Linked DNA regions of Zea mays: region 2 is linked to region 1. The links are chromatin contacts, called in public Hi-C maps. All regions are on one chromosome and are shown on one strand. The core of a region is the stretch at or near the end of the contact, and the rest is flanking DNA. Distances in the headings are between cores, read along the strand shown. Region 1 holds the start of LOC100193381. Region 2 holds the start of LOC100275303 (zinc finger CCCH domain-containing protein 15 homolog).

The links. A called contact is a pair of places that touch in the nucleus more often than the background predicts.
Region 2: a contact with region 1 is called in a Hi-C map of ear, with 3 times the contacts expected there. The contact joins the promoter of LOC100275303 here to the promoter of LOC100193381 in region 1. A contact is called at or near these places in 2 of 25 Hi-C or Micro-C datasets (ear and tassel).

Annotation. Positions count from the first base shown.
Region 1 is chr1:65,906,259-65,910,054 of Zm-B73-REFERENCE-NAM-5.0, forward strand. LOC100193381 reads left to right here and starts at 1,658. Exons shown (of 8, transcript NM_001138510.1): 1 at 1,658-2,056; 2 at 2,453-2,523. The coding sequence starts at 1,928. LOC100279238 (pseudouridylate synthase) reads left to right here. Exons shown (of 18, transcript NR_158723.1): 17 at 11-149; 18 at 819-1,171.
Region 2 is chr1:66,703,221-66,706,911 of Zm-B73-REFERENCE-NAM-5.0, forward strand. LOC100275303 (zinc finger CCCH domain-containing protein 15 homolog) reads right to left here and starts at 1,903. Exons shown (of 2, transcript NM_001331166.1): 1 at 1,739-1,903. The coding sequence starts at 1,858.

The DNA of each region.
Region 1 (3,796 bases), core at 408-2,907:
TTATTTTCAGCTTCTTACGAGGAGCGCATATCGAAAGTCAAAGCGAAGCTGGCTGATAATCTCAAGTAGAGCCACCGTTTTCAATTGTTACACCAATACTTGGAAGAGAACTTATGGAACTGTAGAAGGTTTCTTCCAAAAGCCTATATGTATGTTCAGTTGGTTTCACTATTTTATTTCACTCTGGAGCCATGCGTTTGTTTTTTTTCCCATAAATACTTTGGTGCTGCAGGAGGCAATCCCTCTTTATGCCGGTCTTCGCCTTCTTAAGCTTGGCAGGTTTATGACGTGCGCTTTTTTTATGGCAAAATTGGATCTGTTAACATGTGGAGATGGAAATTACCCGGAAACATGAGCTTAGCGTGGATTTTACCATTTTGAGGTGTTAGAAAAGCGTGCTGCCTATTTTAGACTAGATATACAGACTAAAACATATGGAGCCCCACATTTCGGGTATTGTCAAGTTGTGCGTTTCACTTTCAAAATAGTGTAAGGGCCTTGTGTTTTTTTTCTTCTTCTGAATTTGTTGTAAAATAGTCTAGCATCCCTTGCAAAGAGGGGGTAATGTTGTTGTCACATGATGGTGTGTACCAAAGTGTAGTAAAGCATCCCTTGCAAAGAGGGGGTGGTAGTGTCCTGTATGTTTTTTTAAGCAAATGTGACAAACTATATAAGAAATGAATATTTCATGTGAGTTATGTATTTCCAGCCGTATTATTTAGGTTACTTGCATTCATATTTAAGCAGCTTACAAGGAATGCACGTTACTCTGAGATCAGAATCATTTAAGTGTCCATCTACCCTTTCCTTGCTTACAGGGCACCCCATCTCTTGGTGACTGTCGTTCGCTACAGGATGACGGCAAAGCTTTATTTAGCGCTGGTCGGTGTCAGTGTCACTCATATGGTTGTTAGAGCTCATGCTCAGGGATTTCTGAATGCTGAGGCCTTGGATCTTCTCGCTCCCAAGGCCACGGGCAGGAAATCACAAACGGGAGAAGTTCTATGGTGTAACACCCTTGTACTTGCACAGTTTTACAGCAAATCAAATGATAGCAGAGTAGCAGGAAGTACCATGTTTTAATTCCTCTTTCTGATCAATGGACTTTTAGGACCAATTTGGAGGCAAAACCAGAGAGTTTCTCTCCCATCAAGAATTAAATGCCTTGTACAAATGACACCCCACGCAAAGATCACAAGGGAATTTAAGTTTCAAACTAGCCCTTAGGGGATTTCTCAAATAAAGCTATGCTGCCCATTCTGAGTTCTGACTGCATTGTCCGAGTATTTGTACGATGCTATCTACTGTATGCATTTTTTTATCTCTAATGTATAAAGCACTAGATTTCAAAGTTCCACCTTTATCGTAAGTTCCACCTTTATCTGCCCTTCCCATTTAAATGATAAAAAACTAAAATTATGTATAAATGAGGATTCAAACCATAGTTGTTGGGTTTAAACCCATGTTCACATCTTACTAACATAATTTACATGTTTTTATGTTTTATATACTTTGCTATAAATGAGAAACCGATACTTTACTAGCTTGTTGTATCATCATCTTTACGTAGCTTTTTTTTTTAGTAAAGACAATAACTAATATACAATCATATGTTATGTGCAAGCGTGGCTACCAACCTATAGTCTTAAACCGTCAACAAATGCAGTTTGGTGATATGAGCAGCAAACAGAGATTAGAGAGGCAGCAAAGAAAGATAACAGAAGAGACAGACGGAAAGAACACCGGAGGCGGAGAGCCACAGGAGGAGGAGCTCGAGGGACGACGACCAGCTGAATTAGGACTGGAGGGGGCAGACGACGTCGTCGTAGCGGCAGCAGCAGGAGAAGGGAAGACTCAAACGAGGGATCTCCGAGAGAGGAGTGTGGTAGGCAGGAAGAAAGAATAAGGCGAGCCGAGAGCCATTCGCATGGAGGCGGCGATGGATCTGATGCGGCGGATGCCGCCACGGAGCGCGGAGACGGCGCTCAACGCGCTGCTCTCCCTCCTCCCCGACCACTCCCTCGACCTCCTCTCCCAGGTCGACCTCCCGCTCCAGGTATCCCTCCTTCGCCGTTTCGGTTCGGGCCTCTACGTCCTCTGGTTCGGATAGGGATTAAACTGCGCCAACACATTTGCTCCCTTCGTCTCGAATCGCTCGCGGGGATTGGATGCTCCGCCGAGCGTGGGTTTGTTGGCCGTGCCATTTTTGCGCCGTGTTCGTCGAGAAATGCGCGTTTCTTGCCTTGGCACCTGTACTGTACTGCGCATGGTTCTTCTGAATCCAGGTCACATGTCAGGTAGAATCACGCTGGTCCAACCCATTTTTGCAGGTTTCAGTGGCACCGAATCTGAATTATGCTGCCCGCCGACTGAATGCTTCCCTGTGTCACGTGCAGTTAGATTCTTCAATTCTGTCTGCTTACACAAGGTTAAACGGTTTATTGTTTTTCAGGTTTGCATGGATAAGGAGAGCCTGAAGGAATACATTCTATGCGAATATAACCGTGATGCTGACTCCTACCGGTCAGAAATTCACGATTTCCTCCATCGTCACATTTACATTTTGTTCATGTTCTCCACCAGCACTGGACTGTCATTATTTTGTAGCGCATGTTGCAAAATAGACTCTCATTGCAGTGCCTGATCTGAATGAATAAACATGACCCACACCAGAACTTTAAATCCTTTTTGGAGGAAGCTCTTATTTTTTCCCTCAAACACCAGGAGAGCTGCATATCTTTAGGCTGTCTCCAGCAAGGTTCTCTAAATTTCGTCCTCTAAAGAAATATTCTTTGTCCTTTACAGCATCCTCTAAAAAATTTTGTCCTCTATATCTTCTTCATCTCCGGCAACATCCTCTAAAACCGGTCCTCTATATCTACAGTTTTAACATAATCCATATATTATTAATAAAACAAATATCCGTGATCATTGCATGCATATTAATCCGTATTTATTTACAAAATTACGAGACATTTAAATACTGCAAATTATTTTTTATTCATATTAATAAATATGTTGTACAGCTGCACTCGCACAGTGGCACAATTGCATTTTTTCTCTTTGTTGGATGCTCGTCCGGTGACTTTCGCATCGCGCTGCCGCTTTTCCTCACTGGCCGAGCTCGTCCGCTGCTGCTCCTCCTCGATCGCCATGCACCACGCCGCAGACGAGCTCCTCCGTTCTTCTGCTCCTCGCCTACTGTCGCGCTCGTGCTCCTCCAGGCGGTCCGCCGCACAAGCTCGTCCTTGTCCCTGGTGATTTGCTGCGCGGGCTGCTTCTCGTCTTTGGCGATCGGCGCTGGCGATCGGCGCGTGTGCTCCTCCTCGTCCCCGACGATTCGATTCACTGGACGGGCGGGCTGCTTCTCGTCTTCGGCGGCGGCCGATGTCTATTGTGTTGCCCACGCTCATTGGCCGGATAGCGGACGCACAACCATCCGCCACAAATAGCGTGCGCAAGGACCATCCTCTACTTTACCGGAACCTTTACATCCTTGTTGGACACGATACAGGATGTTTGGTTCTCTAAATTTGGCGTACAGGACGGTATAGCGGCCCTTGCTGGAGCAAGTCTTATATATTAGAGAGAAAAAAGAAAGCCCCTGAATGACAGGGGCCAAGTACAAACACACACACACACACACACACACCAGACTAGTTACATATAAGTTACATGATCCGACCCAACCGAGCCAAGTTTTTCAACTAATCCTATACACCTAAGCTGCTAAGTTGCCGGACACCAGACGTGGCCCAGCAAACTAACTCATCTAGAAACTTCTGCTGCACTTTCT
Region 2 (3,691 bases), core at 653-3,152, 800 kb after region 1:
AAGTCTTCACAAAAAGGCCCTTAGCACTTTCATCTTGGCCTACTTAGGGGGCATACGTGCTAATTACGTTCAAGACTAAATCATCCACGACAAGCTTCACTAAGATAATCTTTCTCCTTGTCTTCTCACATCCACCACACACTAGGCTCTTATCAATCAAAACTCTTACTACATTTCTATTTGCAGCCGTCCCTATGTATCAAAGCTTGAAGCCAGTATTGTTCACCTCCTTCGCCTTTTGACCCTTTCATTTAGTCTCTTGAATGCATAAGATATTTTACACGCCTCCTAGTCGATGTCTCAACTAACTCTCTTAACTTACCTGTAAATGATGCTACATTCCAACTACCTAAATGGATCTCAGTTAGTCCGACTAGCTTCCTTACCCTTCGCACCTGTTGGTGATGTAAAGACCCTTGCACATTTTTACTACACTCGGGCGCCGATGTAGCGACGTAGCACACAACTAAGGAAGCAGCGACTCGATCCTTATATAACATCGTGCCCAAATCACAACACGACGCGTCACCAAAGGGATGTTGAATCAACCCTTGCCCATTTAACACCATGCTCGGGTTCTGATATGGAGCGTCACTAAGAGAGTTACATAGAGACATGTCATGGCTCAAGCAGTGAACTGCCAGATGACAACATAACCTCAGGGTATGACAATAACAAAATTCTCCCTACACTTAGCATGGACATCAATAGCCAGAGCCAGAAAAGACCATAAGGACTGTGTACAGGAATATACAGTGTTTGAAAAATGTATGCTTCCAGTATAGATTGAAATATAGTGCACAAATTTGGCAAGCCTATTTGGTACTTGAGCAATAAGAATGGTGGTAATTGGAAGCCTGCGTCCATGCAGCCGGGCTCACGCGAGCATGGCCCAGCACATACGCCGCTTTCACGCGTATCCCCAGGTGCAGGTTAAAGACTTCCGCAAATACATAATCTGCACCGATGCATGCGTGCTCAACCATCTCCATGCGGGCAACTGGATACATTTAGAGGCCCAGTCAACGCATGTAGTGAGCCAGGCTACCACGGGACGCACAACCAAACAGAAACAGGCAAACACACGCAATGTGAATTGTGAAGATGAAGATAAGAATGAAACAATAATAGCTCCTCATTCTTGGTAAGGTTACAATAAAACAGTAACACTGCCTCCCTTAAAGATGACCACACAGTTTAGAATATCAATATATAATCAAAACAAGAATGAATAAATTAAACAGAAACTGTAATTATTCAATAACTGAAAAAACAACCAGCTTAAACTGGGATGGCTATTTAGACACTTGTGTTCGTTTGTTACGAATATGATATATGTTTCCCGTTTCAATTAACAGTTCCCCATCTATCTGTATTTGTATGCATATCTGGTAAGAAACAGAAGTACGAACTATTCTGTGTATCACAAGATTTCACGATTATTTAGGCAACCTAAACGGATAAATGAAATGGAATGTATTCTCGTGCTTCTATAACGATGAATTGTCAGAGTAAATCCGCTGGCGTCGTAAACGTGTCGCATATTTGCCACGCGAATGAAGCTTAATCCAGCAAATCAAAATCACATCTACTTGTTCAGCTTAGTAAACGGGAAATCCCTAGAGATACAAATCTAATCCAGCTACTGGCCCGACGGACAGGAAACTAGATCGAACCCTAAATTGATGGTAAAAGAAGTAGGCGAAGCTTTATTGGGGGTAAGGGAGGAAGGAAAGACCTTGCGCTGCTTCCAGGAGAGGAATTGTGCTGCAGATATTGGCTGCGCCCTTGCCGTGGTTGCGGGCTCGCCGGTGGCGGGCAGCGGCGGGGGAGTACCCTCTGCTTCCTCCGCTCCCATCGCGAGAATATGCGAATCTCTGGGGAAAGGGAAAACGGCTGGATTACCGAGAAAAAAAAACTACGAAACGGATCAGGCCCTAATCAAACCGGAAAGCCCTGTTGTTGAGGGCGCCTTTGTTGAGTTCCTACCAAAACGTATTTTGGGCTTACGAGGCACCTTTTGGGAGAGGCCCGCTACCTAATTCTTTGAACTCTGCTCATTGATTCTTTGATGAAGTGATTCTATTCCTAAGAGAAAGCACGGTTAGAAGGTGATGAGAATTCCATCATAATACGGAGCTTGGTGAAGCACATTTTTTAGCTCCCAGCATGAATGAAGAAATAATTCTCGTATGATCCCTACTTAATACGGACTTTTGGCAGAGCTCCGCTACATAATTATCTAGCTTCGAGTGTTGATTCTTTAATATAATAATTTTGAATAATTCTCTAGCAGAAGTGAATCCATCTGATAAAATTTGTTTGGCAAATAATTTGTAAAGTGAGTGGGGAGCAAGTTATGAGTGACGAGAAGCTAGTTTTTTTACTCTCACTTTCTAGTACAAAAGGAGACTGCATTCACTCTGCCTCCGATAGTAGTTCCGTTTTTTGTCGTTTGGCTGTGCGGAACTCGAAAGTGATTTGATTTTCGCTGAAAGTGGAGCTATGTGAGCTCCGCCAAACGTCCTCTTAGAGCTTTTTTGGTTAGGGATAGATTGAAGGTAATTGGAGATATTTAATCCTCGCCTCAGATTCGAATGGAACCGAACAAGGTTTAGCTGTTTGGCTTGGGAACAAGGTTTAGTTGTTTGGCTTGGGAACTTTGCCAAATGGCCCATGAGCCTCCATACTCACATGAACGTTTTAAATCTAATATAGTGGTGAACATTTTAATAAAGTCAGTATTTTTTCGTCTCTGGTAGAATCCCTACTACTACGAAGAACGCAAGAGGTAGGCTGCCACCTTTGGTTCTGTCTCCCATGAATGTACACCGTTATTGCCCACGCCATCCTGTCGCCCCCCTCCCCCGATATTGCGTCGTCCCTCCCCACGCGCGGTGTAACTGACCTCGCTCCAATCGCTCGCCTACGACCATCGTGCCACACCTCTCCACCATCGACGACGACCCTCACCATGTGCGGTCACCTTCCTCACACGCATCTCCCGCCCGTGCCACCACTCCTACTGTAGGAAACGGTGACGTCTAAAAGGTGGTGAATTAGAACTTCTAAAAACTATTCTCTAAACTAGGCCACAATTAAATCCATAGAGTAAAACATATGCAAATTAACAATTTAGAATGTGCAAACTAGGTTTTTTTGTAAGTATCGCTATCTAGTCTAAGTTTTAATCCTAAATATTTGTCGGCGTTTTGGACCCGCGAGGACCCTCAACCGACTAGTGAATTTGTCGTTGCGTGCCCCTGCCCAGATGGGTTGATGCAAGATGAAACACAAGAGGGCGGATGAGGCTTATATTATCTTGCACCGGGGTGCTCGTAGTAGGGGTTACAAGCGTCGCGAGAGAGAGAGAGGGTCTGGCCCTGAGGTGAGCTGTCTGAGTTAGCCTCCTCCGCGTTTCTCCCACTCTGTCTGCCTCTGCTCGCCTTGCTCCTGCTCCCACCTCCCTTCAGGAAGGCCCTGGATATCCCCTTTTATAGATACAAGGAGATGGTCCAGATGTACAATGGGGGTGTAGCTATGCGCTAACGTGGCCGGTGGAGAAGTGCTTGAGCCCTGTGTACGTGCTAACGTGGCCGTCGGAGAAGTGCTCCACCCTGTAGAAGCGCAACTGGCGGTGCGGCATGGATCCTGCTGACGTTTCCTTGCTTCCGTAGGGAGCTGAGAACCA